Linked DNA regions of Sus scrofa: all the other regions are linked to region 1. The links are chromatin contacts, called in public Hi-C and HiChIP or PLAC-seq maps. All regions are on one chromosome and are shown on one strand. The core of a region is the stretch at or near the end of the contact, and the rest is flanking DNA. Distances in the headings are between cores, read along the strand shown. Region 1 holds the start of CBLL1 (E3 ubiquitin-protein ligase Hakai). Region 2 holds the start of LAMB1 (laminin subunit beta-1). Region 3 overlaps COG5 (conserved oligomeric Golgi complex subunit 5).

Region 1 (2,700 bases), core at 119-2,618:
CAGTGGGTGGGGGAGCTGGTGTTGCCTTGAGCTGCAGTCTAGGTCACAGATGAGGCTTGGATCCTGCGTTTGTGGTGTAGTCTGGCACCTATAGCTCTGAATCAACCCCAGCCTGGGAACTTCCATGTGCTGCCAGTGTGGCCTTAAAAAAAAAAAAAAAAAAAAAAAAATTCTGTGTGCTCTCCCACATGTTGTACTGTTTCCAACAATAAACTTTATACCTTTAAAATCTCTGCTTTCAACAAGGAGCAAGAATCAGGGCAATTCTGCTTTCAGCCTCTGCTAGTCTAGTGGCTGGGATTCCCGGTTTTCATCCAGGCTGCCCAGGTTCAATTCCTGAGCGGAGAATTAAAGATTTTGCTCCAAGCCATCACTCACTGCTGTCTCCATGAGATCAAAAGTACTTCTCTAAAAGATCAATACGATAATCTCTGATCTAGGAACTCTGGCATTGAAAGCCTGAATAACACGAGGTAATGCTGTCGTCACCCAGAGACAACAAGAATAGAACCCAAATCCCTGGACTCCCAGCTTGTGTTTTCCACTAATTGCACTCCTTTCTACTCATCCAAGACCGTCAAGTGTGAAAGGGTGGAGAAGGGAGTGAACACAGATGCGCCAGGGCCTGGAAGTGGAGACCCAACTGAAGGCCCTCAGGAATCCCTCTTGGGCACCTGCCTTTTGTTTCAGCTGAGGACGATGAAAGCGGCAGCAACCACGAACCCCCGGGACCAAGAACTGGAACTAGGTACTGCCCATGCTGCTATCTCTTCCTCATTTAAGCCTTTCCTCTTTCACCTCTCCCCTACGGCCAGCCCTAACATGCTCTCCTCACCCTCAGCTCCACCATGCACTTGAGTCCCCGCTTTCCTCTAACAAGAAGCGGCTGCATGGCACCTGCCCTCCAGCTGGCCCTGCATCCAGTCCTTAGGCGGGATGTTCGGAGGGATCCTAGCCCCACAAGCGTTCTGCCTAGAAAATGAATGCTCATCAAGCGTTAGAAATGGGTGGGAATCAGGGCTGATACTCAAGTCAGCTCTGCGTGGATCTCTGCAGTTCTTCACGACAAAGCAAAATGTAGACAGTAAGCATAGAGCCTTTCTTGCTTTGCTGAGAGCCTCACACAGCTCCACCTTCCCCCGGGCATCCTCCCACTGGAGAACGCCTTGCGCAGAGCTCGTGTTTACAGTTTTCCTGGCCGTGGGGGAGGAGACCTCCGCTCGCGGACTCAGGGGGATTCCAAACCGTTACTCCGCCCGCCGGGGTGGGGCCAGCCTAACGGCCGAGCCTGCGCAGTGGGCCCGGCCGGCTCCAGTGTCGCGGCGCACTACATATCCCAGAAGGCAAAGCTCTGCGGAGCGGGCGGCCGCTTTACCTGCCGCGAGCTTAGTTCTGTGGCTACTGCTGCTCCCCTCCTCCTAGGTTCCGGTCGGTCTCCATTCCACAGTTAAAGGCTACTCCCTCTTGAAGCACATGAGAGGAAGCTTTAGCAGTCTCGACAGTGTAGCCTTTCGCGTACTCGCTCTTTCTCTCTCGCTCTGCCTGAACTATGCCTGACTCTCTCACCGGAGTCGGCTAGCCAAGGAGAGAGGAAGACGTCTTTAAGGGCCCCAGCCTGGGCGAGCTGGTCGCACTTCCGCCTCTCGGGCTCCGGAAGGTAGCGCGCACGCGCTCCCTGCGACTCCGGCGCCGTTGACTTCCGCTCCCACTGTGCCCCGCGAGCCGAATCATGGATCACACTGGTAAGGAGGCGGAGGCAGTGGGGGTCCCGGTTCCATGCCCCCTTGGCCGGCCTGGGACTGGTCGCCCAGCCGGCATAGAGGGGTTACGCTCGCCCCACAGCACTGAGGTGTCGCGGGGAAAAAGAAATCTCACAGACCCTTTTCCGTGTCCGGCCAGGGCCTGCTACTTCCCGGCCTACCCTCCGGTGTGGTACCTACAGCCTCAGTGCCGGCAACAGCCGTTCCTTTTCTGTTTCTGCTAAGCTCCGAGCTGGGACAGCGGGCGGCGCAGGCCACGCGGGGAGGAGAGAGCGCCGGCTCTTTTTTTCCTCATTCTGGGTGCCGTGCCCTACGTTATGGGGACTGGCGGGTAGATTCCAATCTCGGAGTCGGGGAAGCCTCATTGAACTGGGAGTCGTTGCGCGAGAGTGGATTGGAGACTTCCTGCTGTCTCAGTCAGCTTTGGGCGGGTGCTGCGGTGGTCACCGCTTGGTCTTTCATGGACTAGAGGTGGGAGAAGGGAGTCGGATATGGTTTTCGGAATCATACCGGGAGCAGCTTTTCTGCTTAAGCCAAAAGCGTGCCCCGCTCTTCGGCTGTGGTCCTTAACCATCAATCTTGAGCTTAAAATCAAGATACTCTCATCCTTTTCTCCAAGTAAGAATGGCTCCACTCTTTGTTGTGTGTCTTTTGGCTTTTGCTTCCTTGTGTTTTTTGGATATTGAATGAGTACCTTTGGAGTTAGACACTGCTCCGTATGGTTATATCTAGGCTTAGAGAAGGCTTTTTCCAGTATTAACTATTAGTCGGGATGTCCTCTGTCATCAGCTACCTACTTAATTTTGTACGTGTATCTTACACACACTCTTCAAGGCCTGAAGATGGAATGGTAAACAAGATACACTGAGTCTATGTTCTTTTTGAGGTTAGGTACTGTTGGGAAAGACATAATAAGTTTTAAAAAAAAAAACCCAAAACT
Region 2 (2,700 bases), core at 148-2,647, 290 kb after region 1:
CAGGGGCGGGGACAGAGTAGATTCAGAAAAACGCAGAATACACAGAAAAGAAACACAATGGAGAGATGAGCGAGGCCGGGGAAGGCAGGATGTGGACAGGAGGATACAGAACCAAACAGAACAAACGAACATCAGGTTTGCCCAGCAGTGGACAGCACTGGTCCCTGGAAACCCACCCACACTCGCGCCCACCCTGATCTGTCCCGGGAAGCAGCATCAGCCACACAAGGTGGAGGGGCAGACCGGCCACTTGGAGGTGCCTGCACCTGGGCTCAGGGAGGCAGATGGCCAAACACCACACGCCTGCACGCGGTTGGCAGCCTGTGCATCCTCGGTGTCTGCGCAATTGCGCACACAGAAATTTATGAGTGGAGGGGCTAGTGTGTGTGTGCACGCTCAGAGGTTGCAGGCACTTCGCCGGGGGAAGAGAGATGCTGGGGCTCGCCGGTGACGCCACTTTCTCGAGGGATGAGTGGACAGTCCCTGCGGCTTTGGATCGGCTTCAACAATTCGTCATTCCAGGGAAGCTCCCCGTCCAGCTGTTTCTGGCGCCATCCGGGGGCAAACGGCGATGGTTAATTAAAGCCACATGGCCCCAATCTGTTCCCAGGACTTACTTAGTCTGTGCTCAGCTTGGGCACTTTTCCGGGAAATGGGCTCCTGGAGAGCCCTCCGCACCATGGAGAACGATCCCAGCAATGGAGAGACCCACCGAGAAAGGGCCAGAGGTGCAAAGCACAGATCAGTGACCGCGGGAGCACCGGGAGCTCTGGGCACAGCCCCTGGGGAAGCGGTCGGTCGCCCGAGATCCTCGCGCGCAGCCCTCGGCCACCACCGAGGGAGCTGTTGTTTAATTCCAGCGCAGAATTGCCACCCAGTCCCTCTCCTGATCCCCCCGGCTTCCACGAAGCTGGGTCCAACCGCTTGGTTTTTCTTCTTCCACGTCTAAGCCCACCACCCCCTCCCCACCTCTTCCTCGGAATTACCTAGGAAACTCAGCGCGAACACCTGGAGCCGCCCCATGTCCAGTGCCTGCAACCGAGGGGACACGGCAGAGGAGGGGAGGACACCGCCGCCGAGCCGCCGGCTCTTTTTCCCCGTCTTCCTTTCTGGAGATGTGGAGAGAAAAAAGGCAAATGTTCAGAGAGAGGAGAGCGGCCCTCGCATTTCCTGCCGCTCCCACGGAAGCAGGGGGTGGGAGAGTGGGAAGAGAAAAATCGAGCCGCCACTTTGTTCTGCTCACCCGGCAGGACGAGCGCTCTCCCGGCGCCTGGCAGCCCCGGAGCCCAAAGAAGGGAATTAGAAAGTTTCGCCCTGGGAGGAACCTAGGGAGGCGCCTTTTGCTCATGCGCACACCGGGAGCCGGGCGGAGGGGGCGGGTGCCCCCTACTTGGCGGGGAGTGGGTGAGGTCCAGATCCCACCCTCCCCCGTACCTCTTTTGTTTTAAGGCTGCATCTGCGGACGCGATGGGGTTGTGGCTCTTCCCATTCCCAGCGCAGGCTGCCTCCGGGTGAGCGTCCCGAGCAGTGCGCTGGGGGCGGGAGGCGTCCGGGCTGGTCCGGGAGGTAGGTGTCTGCTCACGGGCGAGGGGGCTGGTCCGGACCTACCGCGAGCTCGTGCATTTACATTTGTAAGGAGTGAGTCACGTAAAGGTGCCCAATGCTGTAAACTCTCTCTGAGCGCTCGGGCAAGGCCAGTTAACCCTTTAGAAAGCCGGTTGTCTGGTTTGTTCCTGAGAAGCGAAGCCCGAAACGCCTGGTATCGCTGAGGCTGAGCTCGACATCTGATGTCTTCATTCGAAGGAAGTGCTCTCGGCTACGCACCAACTTAGGACGAGCCTGGAGCTCCTGCCACCCAGGTGGCCACCGCATTGAATTACCCATCTACTTTTTACCCCAATCCAGATAGATGGCTTCAATTCAGGTAATTTCTCGAATGATACTGTTGGTAGTGATGCTTTTTCTCATCTCACCATGAAAGGGTGGGCTCAGCCGCTCACCTGGAGGTCTCTAGTGAGATGTACTCCTCCACGAAGCACAGTCTAGCAAATCCTCCAGAGGAACTCCGCGGTGTACAGATGGTGAGGTGGGTGATGGGTCCGCTAAGGACGGGTCTCCAGCAGCAATGTGGTTGATCTGTCTAGTTAAATAAGGGGTAAATACGCTCTGACCCAGCTCCTGGGGGATGGAGAGGGAAGAAAGGCTGGTGGTGTGATTCCCCCTTCCTGCGAATTAGCCCACTTCTGCTGCCTTAGCAATGGATGGAATCAGACCTTGAGCTCTATTTTGTCCTCTGGACAAAAGTACCCCCCCCAACCCCCACCTCTGAGAAGGGAGAATAGTTAGTTGTTAATCCAGTCAGGAGATTTTGTTCTCTAATTAATCATCCCGGGGGGAAGGGTTTAAGTGGCCAGTTGGTAGGCATTTAACTTAGCTGTAATGAGATAGGGCCCAGGAAGTTTAATCATTAGACCATAGAGTAAGCTGCTTTTTGAGTTTATCTCATCGTTTCCACTGAGGGAGGCCGCAGCCTCAGGTCTTGGTGATATATTAATTATTCACCTAATCAGCACTTGCCCTGCTGCAACCTGGGGAGATTTTTGCCTCCGTCCAATGCTCAGGCTCCTTGGGGCTGTGGCTCAGCAGCCCTGAGCACTGAATGCTCTTGTGAGGGTCCAAGATTTTGATGGAGGGTCTTCA
Region 3 (2,700 bases), core at 145-2,644, 460 kb before region 1:
GTTTGGTTCACTTATGTAGCTCCAGAACTTAGTGCCTGACAAATGCAGGGTGAATGAATTTAGAAAATGAATTACAAGTACAGGAAGATAGAACTGTAATGAGAAGTAAAGACAGGAGTTCCCGTGTGGCTCAGCACTAACAAACCCAACTGGTGACCATGAGGATGCGGGTTCGATCCCTGGCCTCGCTCAGTGGGTTGGGGATCCAGTGTTGCCCACTGGTATAGTTCGCAGATGCGGCTCGGATCTGGCATTGCTGTGGCTGTGGTGTAGGCTGGCAGCTATGGCTCTGATTCGACTCCTAGCCTGGGAACTTCATCAGCTGCGGGTTTAGCCCTAAAAGGACCCCCCCCCCGCCCTTCCCCCCCAAAGAGTAAAGACAAACTCACAGAAGAAAATAAACAGAAGAGAAACCTGAGTGTAGGGATCCTCAAAAGTACAGGCATGCAAAGTGGAACTGAATGTCCTTAGAGAACAAAGTCTTTGAGATGCCTTAGTTCATGTCAGAGCTGAGCTTAAACTAAATGTTCCTCGATGAAAAAACTTGCTTCTTTCAGGAACACTATTTGAATTGCTGCACAATCGCCCCCCTCCCAACATGTAAGCCCTGGAGATTCAGACACAGCAGCGAAATCCCCAGGGCCTCGGCTGTCTTTGAGACGATGGTGTATATGCATCAGTCTAAGAAATGAGTGCACTGAGATTCACAGACACTGTAATCATTCTGCAGTGAATGGCTTAGACTCATGTTATCTAATAAGTGGATAAAAATCCACTTACTTTCATCTGCTTTAAAAGGGAAAGACATTACATAAACTACACAGTATGTGGAAGAAAGTTGAGAAATAAGTTTGGTTAGTGTTTATTCATCAAAAACACCATCAGAACTATGAAGAGAAAAAAAATTAAAGCTGCCATCATCCCATGTAAAATTAGAGCAAGATGTTTAAGCAATTATCATATTACTCCATTTGCTTGAGCAAAACATAAGCTTTCTTGGAAGTCAGGCCAAGCATTATATAAGAGTCTCAACTCTGATTTGTATCCAAAATAGGAAGATTATTAAAGTTACCCTTATTGACAAAAAAATTAGTACAGGAATTATGCAAACAATTTGTAGAGGAAGGGCTTGTGGTAACACAGTAACACTGCCCAATGTGATATTAAGTAACCAAGGGGAGGTTTTTATGGAACACAAAATGATTTTTGTCAGGTATTAAAATATCAGTGTGCTTGGTACTGAAATACATAAATGCCTCAACCACTGCCAGGTGCCTTCATAGGTCTTTCCTGGCTCCACCCTCCCCTTGGTCCCATCTCAGGGACCCAGTTCCCAGAACCGGTAGGTGTCTTGTGCCAGGGGAACACCACGAGGAGAGACCACACCTTACCCTCCATCAGCAGGGACCGTGTGGTTCCACAGAAGCACCGAGGAGCCAAGGGAACGGTGCCCAGCTTGTGGGCCCTGGACGGGGCAAGGGGTCCGAGAATGCACAGACTGAGAGCTGTCTGAGAACTGTCTGGATGAAAAGCGCTAGTAAGCAAATAAAGTCTAAGAAGTTTTGACACCATAAAGGTCTTCTGCTCAGACTCAGGAGAAGCAGAGGGTGAGGAGGCCACAGTAAGAAGAGTTGCTGCTCCACTGCCAATATCAAGAGTCAGTCCTACCTCTTCCGCAGTTCGGCATCAAAACCTCAGTCTTCATGTCTGCTGAGAACACGTTCAACCCCTGCAGACCCACAGGTGCTGCCCCGGCTGCCCTGCCCGCCCCCGCCCCCGCTCCCGCCCTGGGCCAACACGCCTGGTGGGGCGGAGGAGGTACCACCTTCCCCACCAACCCCACTTGGCCCCAGGATCAGTGATCACTCTGCTTTGAAAAATTAACTTCACGAGTATCCATTCAAGCTCCAGAGAAATACCTGGTGTCAAAAGGAAGCAGAGAGGAAGGCGGAGGAGAGTCCATTACTTGCCATTTGTTCCACAGCAGTGGCTGCACCCCCAAGGACCTGCCCTACTTAAGACAACATGTCCAGCCGGGAGGAGCAGAGGCGTGTGTGGCAAGGGCTGCCCCCAGAGCCAAATCGACTTGCTGACATTTAAAGGGCAATACTCACCCGGGGTTTATCTAGAGGGGCAAGAAAGTCATCCAGCGGTGCTTCGGTATGCAGGGATGACGTCAGTTTTGCAGTAACAGATAAGAAAGAAGACCCTCGAGGACAAAGCTCCCCTCCTTGCCAAGAGCCGGGGCTGTGGCGGGAGCCCCGTGTGCTGGAATCCCCGGAGGAGGGCTGAAGTGGCTGCTCAGGCCAGGAAGGCTCTGAGAGCAGCCCTGTGTGGAGTGAAGGGCGGGCCTTATTCAAAAAGCCTGGGAGTATTTCTAAGCTTTTCGGTTGCTAAATACAGGCTTAGCAACAGCACGGCTGATCAAATCACTCAGAAGACATTTTTAAAGAGAAGCAAAAGAAAAGAGATTTGTGATAGGCCCACAGCAGGACAACTGCTGCAGATGAACTCATTCCAACTTGTTAAGAACAGAAATGAACCCCGTTCAAGTAACTGAATCCTGAGTCCTCATCCATTACCAAGTGGGCTGCAGCTGAGCGCATCTGTGGGACTCTGGCAAACCCAGACATTCACGCCCCCGTCAGCCCCACGCAGCCGCTTAGCCACCCCCAAAGCCTTTCAGGACAGGTTCCCTGG

The links. Hi-C and Micro-C count contacts between places; a contact is called where the count stands out from the background. HiChIP or PLAC-seq counts read pairs in DNA pulled down with a chosen protein or histone mark.
Region 2: an H3K27ac HiChIP or PLAC-seq map of alveolar macrophages shows a contact between it and region 1. The contact joins the promoter of LAMB1 here to the promoter of CBLL1 in region 1. A contact is called at or near these places in 1 of 47 Hi-C or Micro-C datasets (heart right ventricle) and 1 of 2 datasets of contacts at active chromatin or transcription factors (alveolar macrophages).
Region 3: a contact with region 1 is called in a Hi-C map of retroperitoneal adipose tissue, with 1.8 times the contacts expected there. The contact joins the enhancer-like site here to the promoter of CBLL1 in region 1. A contact is called at or near these places in 16 of 47 Hi-C or Micro-C datasets (alveolar macrophages, embryonic fibroblasts, epiblast stem cells and 8 more) and 1 of 2 datasets of contacts at active chromatin or transcription factors (alveolar macrophages).

What each region holds. Positions count from the first base shown.
Region 1 is chr9:107,454,893-107,457,592 of Sscrofa11.1, forward strand. CBLL1 (E3 ubiquitin-protein ligase Hakai) reads left to right here and starts at 1,369. Exons shown (of 6, transcript XM_003357515.4): 1 at 1,369-1,742. The coding sequence starts at 1,730.
Region 2 is chr9:107,745,845-107,748,544 of Sscrofa11.1, forward strand. LAMB1 (laminin subunit beta-1) reads right to left here and starts at 1,398. Exons shown (of 35, transcript XM_003130269.5): 1 at 1,244-1,398; 2 at 987-1,109. The coding sequence starts at 1,023.
Region 3 is chr9:106,997,282-106,999,981 of Sscrofa11.1, forward strand. All of the region lies in intron 21 of COG5 (conserved oligomeric Golgi complex subunit 5), which reads right to left. Among named protein-coding and RNA genes, the nearest start is that of HBP1, 33 kb to the left of the region's middle. Within about 2 kb of position 1,395, at least 17 of the 83 cell types and tissues checked have an H3K27ac peak or open chromatin away from gene starts, as enhancers often do. A contact at or near this core is called in retroperitoneal adipose tissue, where this site is marked.